Linked DNA regions of Zea mays: region 1 is linked to region 2. Evidence: chromatin contacts called from public Hi-C data. All regions are on one chromosome and are shown on one strand. Each heading gives the region's core, a stretch centred on a gene start, on an enhancer-like site or on the middle of the called end of the contact. The rest is flanking DNA. Distances are from core to core; before and after follow the strand shown. Region 1 has its middle 9.3 kb from the start of LOC103636817. Region 2 overlaps LOC100281290 (interferon-related developmental regulator 2).

Evidence for each region. Hi-C and Micro-C count contacts between places; a contact is called where the count stands out from the background.
Region 1: a contact with region 2 is called in a Hi-C map of leaf, with 4 times the contacts expected there. The contact joins two enhancer-like sites. A contact is called at or near these places in 2 of 25 Hi-C or Micro-C datasets (bundle sheath and leaf).

Annotation. Positions count from the first base shown.
Region 1 is chr1:77,740,346-77,744,062 of Zm-B73-REFERENCE-NAM-5.0, forward strand. No RefSeq gene overlaps it. Among protein-coding and RNA genes, the nearest start is that of LOC103636817, 9.3 kb to the right of the region's middle. Within about 2 kb of position 2,051, at least 17 of the 20 cell types and tissues checked have an H3K27ac peak or open chromatin away from gene starts, as enhancers often do. A contact at or near this core is called in leaf, where this site is marked.
Region 2 is chr1:77,963,072-77,966,750 of Zm-B73-REFERENCE-NAM-5.0, forward strand. LOC100281290 (interferon-related developmental regulator 2) reads right to left here. Exons shown (of 13, transcript NM_001154208.1): 8 at 3,437-3,679; 9 at 3,277-3,360; 10 at 3,138-3,188; 11 at 2,984-3,055; 12 at 2,764-2,832; 13 at 2,239-2,667. The coding sequence ends at 2,626. Among protein-coding and RNA genes, the nearest start is that of LOC100281290, 12 kb to the right of the region's middle. Within about 2 kb of position 2,375, at least 5 of the 20 cell types and tissues checked have an H3K27ac peak or open chromatin away from gene starts, as enhancers often do. A contact at or near this core is called in leaf, where this site is marked.

The DNA.
Region 1 (3,717 bases), core at 801-3,300, 220 kb before region 2:
CAACTCAACTTGTTCTTCGATCTTCACAGCGAATAGTAGATTCAAAACATACCGCTCGGATGTGTAGAGGGAAATCAAAGTCTGTCGCGTAGGACAGTTCGGCCAGGCCGGAGACCTGCCGGTTTGACGGAGAGTTGATGCAGATCTGATCTTGCAGTAACGTCGAGGTAGAGCGTGCTAATAACTTATTGAGAACTACGTTACCACGAATCATCGGATCTGCTCCCTCCCCTCCCGTCAGCAGTAGAGGCGTAAGAAGCTGTAGAGAACCCGTCTCCCTTCACATAAACACGACAGAGGAAACACACGAGACACATGATATAGGGTTGGGCATCTGGCCTTTTTCTGATCTCTGTATTATGAGGGGGTGTACATGTTTCTTATATAGAGATGTGAGACCAATCAGGAGCAAAGCCAGTATTTGCCTACATAACCCTAACTAGGATTACTTAACACAGTTAAACTAGGACTATAGAGGCGCCCTTTGTATATGTACAAGTATGGTTAGTTAAGGTAAGGGATGAAGTCGGCACGTTAGATTTTTAGGCGCCCTTTTTGCGCGTGGGGTAATGGCCGTCAGCCCGGCGGCTGCGACGAGCTCCACGCGGCGGTCTCGTCATCAGGGCCACTGCATGCATGCATGCATGTCATGTTCTGGTGGCGGTGGGCTTTGGGCCGACTTGACATGACCAGATCACTAGATCAGGAACAGCGACTCGGAAGCCGCATCGCAGTCGCCGTCCGAGTTTGCTGGTGGTCGCTGGGCTTGGAACCAGGCTGCTGAGGATTGAGGAAAGCTGCAGATGCAGAGCCCGGACTGGCAGTGCAGAGCGCGCTGCCGATGCCGTGTGCCTGCCTCTGGCAGTCTGCCTGATGCTCCCCTCCCTCCGCTTTGGAGTTTGGATACGCCTGGTCCGTCCGCTCGTCGTACAGTAACAGTACGACGCTCTTTTATATGTTGAATGAATCTGATCTGAAGAGGCAGGGCGCTCCACCACTAGCTGGACCATGGCTGCATATTTTCCGCTGCTGCAACAATATGACGATGCCTGCCGAAAGTTTGATGGGCCGGGAGGGATGAGGGAAGAGCGTTTCAGAGACTGGAGCTGCAACAATGATACGTCACTTGTCAATTCGGAGCTGCAGCCTGCAGGCAACACAGAGAGTAAAGACACAGACAGACAGACAGATAGAGATAGAGAGGGAACATGGTGCCTGAGGCCCTGAAAACTCACTAAGAAAGTCGCTGTGCAGGTTGGGCTAGTTTGCGTAGTATGTTCTACCTTGGTACAGAAAAGCTAGCTACTAGTAGATGATTAGCAGCATAAGCATCAACTACCCCAATCATCCAAAAAGGGCGATGAGTAGATGTACATCTCCCGGTGGTTCACGCTGTCTCATTTTTTTTGGGTACATAGATCATAGATGTACAGCACCACCGCTCCTTTTCCGAGGGCAGGCAAGCAGGCATGCATGCATGCATGCAGATTAATTCCAGTGGAGCAGCAAGTACAGGACAGTGTCCCCCAAAAGGAAGATCACCTCCCCTCTATCCCCGGTGGCCGTCGAGTATCCTAGGGATAAAAAAAATCTCGCGCGCGGCCGGGGGGCAAAGCAGAGCAGAGCAGAGCAGACAGCAGAGCCCTGGATCCGATCCGATCCACATCCACGCATGTGTCTGTGTGGTTCAGTTTAATCTCGCATCATGCCCAACTTAGGTAGTTGGATCCGATCCACCAGAAAGGTTCAGTTTCGCTAGCTAGCCTAGCGTAGCACTAGCTCACAGCTCATGTCTGTACCTCGGCCTTCCTGCCTCCATTGGATCTTGTTTCTTGTTCACTCCATGCAGCTGCACACCGAATGACTCTACAGTAATACTACTTGGAAGTTGGAAAACGGCCGCGAGAAGCTAGGACATCTCCAGCTCATGTGGGTGTGTGTGGTGTGGGTGCTGAATAATGGGGAGGGAGGGAGGGGAGTATCAGATCATGGGGCACATGCGGCCACATCCTCCCCCAAAATCATGCCATTGTCTCCAGATTCCCCGGCTTGGATGCTACCGCGTAGAGGCTGTCCGTCCGGGCCTACGGGGAAACCCACGTCCCTTCAAGCCACACATCTTGGGCCCTGTTTGTTTCGGCTTCTGACAGCTTCTGGCCATCAAAAGCTGCTGTGGACGGCCAAACACTCAGCTTTTCAGCCAGCTTCTATAAAATTTGTTGGGGCAAAAACTATCCAAAGTCAACATAAACACATAATCGGTTGAGTCGTTGTAATAGTAGGAATCCGTCACTTTCTAGATCTTAAATCTTATGAACAATTTTATCTTCCTCCACACATAATCGTAATGATACTCAGATTCTCCCACAGCCAGATTTTCAAATAAGCTGTTCAGAAAAAGCTGAACCAAACAGGCCCTTCGTCCCGCCCATCATATTCATCTCCCAACGTAGCAAAGGGCCTCCCATCCACGGCAGGGGCAGGGCCGCTTGTTGTCTCGCGTGCTGGCGATGAGCGATCGATCCGGTTCCTCGATCGGGCGGGTGCGGGACGGGAGCGCGCAGTGTGTCGGTGTCGTCGGGCTCACACGAATAATTCGGCTAGAGGTTCTCACGAGGACGGACACGGACGCACAAAATTAATCTAGAACAAACGATTAATATAATGCGAGGCCGAAAGGTACGGTGGTGCAAAGCTAGCGGCGGTAGTCTAATCTAATATATATAAATAAATAGTCATGTGAACCGAGCGCCTCTTTTAAGTATAATAATATATCAGATCAATAAATAGTTGTATGTTTTCTTTTAAGTATAATAATATACCAGATTAACCATTTTTTCTCTTGTTGAAGGCTAAAAAGAGCCTCGCGGACGGTCCGGCACTGAGGCTGGACAGTCCGCGGTCCGGACAGTCCCCGGTGGCGGCGCGGACGGTCCGCGCGTGCGCAGAATCAGTTAGGGTTCCTAGTTTCTCGCGGGATTTGTTACCTAAAACCGCGGGATTAACTCGGAAATCAGTTCGAAGCGGATCCAGACCTCCCCTTTATATAGATGAAGGGCTACGGCCGATTGAACCCCCAACAATCGATCAAATCAAGTCTATTACTCGTTTTTACCTTATGCATTAGGAGTAGTTCTAGTCTAGTTCTAGTTTAGCCCTAGTTTAGCCTTCCAATCCACAAATTCTCTGCCTCTCTTCGACTCTACGTCGATTAGAGAAGTCTAGGTCGGTCTACCCGAGCCTAGACACCACCTAGGATCTCTCCTCCCCGACGGGGTCCCTCCCGGGAGCGAGATCCAGGCGCCGTCGGCGATCCTTCGTCGCCCCTGCGCACGCGCGGACCGTCCGGCCGTCAGGCAGGGAACCTTTGCCCCTGCGCCAGGTCGCGGACCGTCCGCGCCTGACCAGAGAGCACTGCCACGGTTCTTGTTGAGTGTTTGGCGCTCCGAAAAGGCGTCAACACCTCTTTTTTTGTTTGTCAATCGATGTAGCCAAAGAAGGTTAATTGGGCACTATATATGCACGCTCTATAGCTCAAACATCTCTAACCGGTTGTAAGTTGTCTCTTAGTCGTGTCTAAGTCCAACACGACCGCCCACATGTACCGTGCTTCCTATAAACTCTCTCTAGTGCTATGTATACCCTATGGGGAATGGAGGAGATTATTAATTCAGGTGGAGATGAAAAAAAGTGCGCAATAATCCAGCTAGGAATAAG
Region 2 (3,679 bases), core at 1,125-3,624:
AGGATGAACCAGTTCCGAAGCTACGAATGAAGAAGCTTCGGCTTAGCGCAGGGCAGCGATGGAGAATGGAACCGACCTAAAGGGGAATATACTGCCCAGTCCTCGACAGATTACTCCTTAGTCAGTAGTAAGTGTCAAGGACATGGATGTAATTTTACCCAGGCTGCGTCATGTGCTTATAAATAGATGAACAGTAACACCATACTGTTCAGACTCACTTGCACATTACTCCTGGATTTTCACCTTCTGCCAAGCCAAAGGTACAAATATAATTCAATATCATTAATGTTTGTTTATGGTTATATAATGAGAATATGAATAGTCTAATGATTTAATATTATTGTTTATGTTCTTTTCCATGTTTGATATGTCCCTGCCCTTATTATTACATGTTGTGATTATGAAGGTATGTCCTTCATAACCTTCGTCTAAAGATCATTATATACTAAAGAAGATAATACTTCGAATGACGAATGCCTTTAACCATTAACATTTGTGTTGGCTTGTTCTTAACTTATAACATTTAAGAACAAGTTCTCAACAGCATGTTTATGTAATAATATGACTATATTTGTATTTAATTATTATCATATTATTATTTTGCTTCTGTTGCAACAAACGGATAAAAGCCTACTATACAAAAACTTTTGGATGCACCGCCAGATCTTCGTAGGTACGGCAAGTTTTCGATGGCGCTGGCTACATCGTGCGTATATTTCGGTGTGGAAACGTAAAATTTATCGAATTCGATGTGGAGCTACATCATCAACTGGTTCTTTGCTGGGCTAGCGCAGTGCCCATCTTTTTCTTGATGGAGATTTTTCAACGGCTAAAGACTAAGCTCAAACCTGATAATACTAGGGAGGATTATTGGCGATTCTTTCTTTCTGCTCAAGAAAGTGGGTCAGGGAAAATCCTATGCACACCATTTTCTTAAATCGGTGGACATTTGAAAAGGTCAAGGTATTGTGGAGGCATCGGCACTATTTGCGTCTGTCGATCTACCATTGGGGCACTTTATATTATTATTACATATAAGAGCAAAAGTCAGTTTCTCTCTTCCCTTTTTACGGCAGGAAAGAGAACAATAAAATTAATATAACAAGCAGAACATATAATTAACTAGGAATTATGTGTCTAGATTTGCCAAAGAAAAAACAAACAAACTGGCGACTGACAAGAGTTGATGGATTTTGGATTTTGGAAGAGGTTTATATATATATATATATATATATATATATATATATATATATATATATAAAAACTTGCAGCAAGAGCGGTAACTGGTTAGCATCTCGCTCCAGATTTGCCTATGAAAAAGGAAACAGAATTAGAGCAACTCTAAAAGATTAGCTAAAAAGGCTATCTAAATCTTACAAGATTTAGCTGCTCTTTAAAACAGATTTTACAAAAAAAAGTGTAGGCTAATCTACTAGTCTCGGTAAACCTACGGACTGAATGGAGAGTGAAGCATGCTATTCAAAAATAGAGAGTTAATGTGGAGGGATAGAGAGCCATTAAATTTGAATAATCATTTACAGAGTTATAACATCTTCAAGAGACTAGCTAAATGACTCATCAAACTAAATTTTAGCTACTTAACAATAAAATAAATCTATAATAGACTAGTCTTCCAACTCACCAAGCCATCTAGCTCTCTAAATTAGCCCCCTCTATAGCTAAATTTGGCTAGCCACTCTGACTAGCCAAGCTTACTTACCTGTTGGAGAGTCTGGTGGAGTGAGATGCTATATATAAAGTTTAATCTTTATAAAAAGGTAAATAAATGGTCAAATAGGGAGTAAAAATACATAGTCTCTTCGAGACGCTCTTAGTCTATTGGAGACACTTTCCTTCAAATATTAACTAAATTTATCTTTATAAAATCATATACCTGATCTCTTCAAGTTGCCCTTAGCTAGCTAGGTTATTCAGTTGACACCAGCTGAGCTGCCAGCGTGGGGGCATGCAGATGCACCTAGATCGATGGAATGGAAGCATACGATTCCTGTGCCGTACGACAATGACCAAGAAGAAGCACACGAGCGTTAAGTACGTCCTATCCTCAGCACACGAGGCATTATTATTGCCGAGCCCGCAGACGCCGGCCGGGCATCATTGCAACCGCCATCTCGTTGGGGTTAGGGTCGTGATTCGAAATCCATGCACAGTTCATCTAATTTAATCAATATTGTTGTTTCCAAAGAAACGGAGGGAGAATGGACAAGATAAAAAGTTCAGGACGAAAGAGAGCGAACGCATTTCGAAATCTCTTGCAGACCAATTATTGCGGCTAGAGGAAGAGTTCGCCAATTATTGCCCTTAGGCTAGACGACCTCTGTGTTATTCACAATCACCTCATATCTCTACCCTATGGAACTGTACAATTGTGATTAACTGAACTCAAGATCTCCTTTGCGCATGCAGAGGAAACACTAGGGAGTGCAGGGAACATGGCACTTTCTACAAAACTCAATAGTATTTCGGAGCAATTTCAAACATGTCGCTGTAGTACCGCCACCGGAGCAATACACCTCAAATGCATCAATACCGTCACATACACACACAGCACTCACCATCTGGTAACAGTTCCACTGTACAAAACTCCAGTCTTCCGGGTAGGTTCTATCCATATTGCTCGTTCAAGATATTCTGCTGCTTCCTCTCCTGCGCGCGGCGGCGTGCAGAACGATACAACTGGGAGTCAATCAATGTAATCTGATTTCACCGCCATAAACTATGATAGAACACGCATATGCTCACCTGAGCTAGACGACGCTCTTTATTCAACTTCAGAGCTCTTCCTTTCTCTTCTCCAGATCTGAACATTTTCTGAACGCATGCAAACAGATTCTTTAGAGAACTGTCGCTATGCCCATGTCTTGATGCCTATCTTACTGGTGACTGTTTTTTTTCCCCAACCAACTTAGAAATGATACAATATAATGTGCCCAATACAATCCAATAGCTATGAAAAGGTTACCTTTTCGGTGGCTGACATGTTTTCAGTACGATCAATTTTGATGTCAAAGACCTCATGCAGCAAATCGTTGTCCTGCACAGACAAAGAGAAGCTTTAACACTATTATACCAAAATACAGTATTCCACAGAAATATCAAGTTCTGCTTATGATAACCTGTGAATGCTTCAGGAATCCCCGCCCAAGAAACCGCCTCATATAGTTCAACTAAGAAATGAACAACAAATCTCAGAAAAACTTCAAATTCGGAGCACAGCATTTTGAGGAAATGAAAATCAATTCAAGAAACGGACACCTGTATTGATTCACGCCATGATGTAACTCTTAAAATGCCATTCTTGCCTGAAATCCTAAGTGATTCTTCAGGGCACTCACCACTCTGGAGAAAAAAAAAATCAGTTCTGGTCTTTCTGAGATAGAAGAATTCAAGGAAAGAGAATTAAATAAACCTACACCTTAATAAAATCTGAGATTCGTTGGAACAGGTCTCTCTGATCATTAAGATTTTTCTTGTCAGCACCCCTGCCCCCCGCCTCCATAGATAGACTATAGACTAGACCAGATAGTTTGGCCTTCAATGCTTGCATATTCAAGAAAAGTTGATGCTTAGAACCACCAGCCTCTCCAGTGTAACTGTCAACATCAGCTTCGTCACTAGAGGAAACATCAAACATTCTTAGCTCAAAACACAGAGCTAA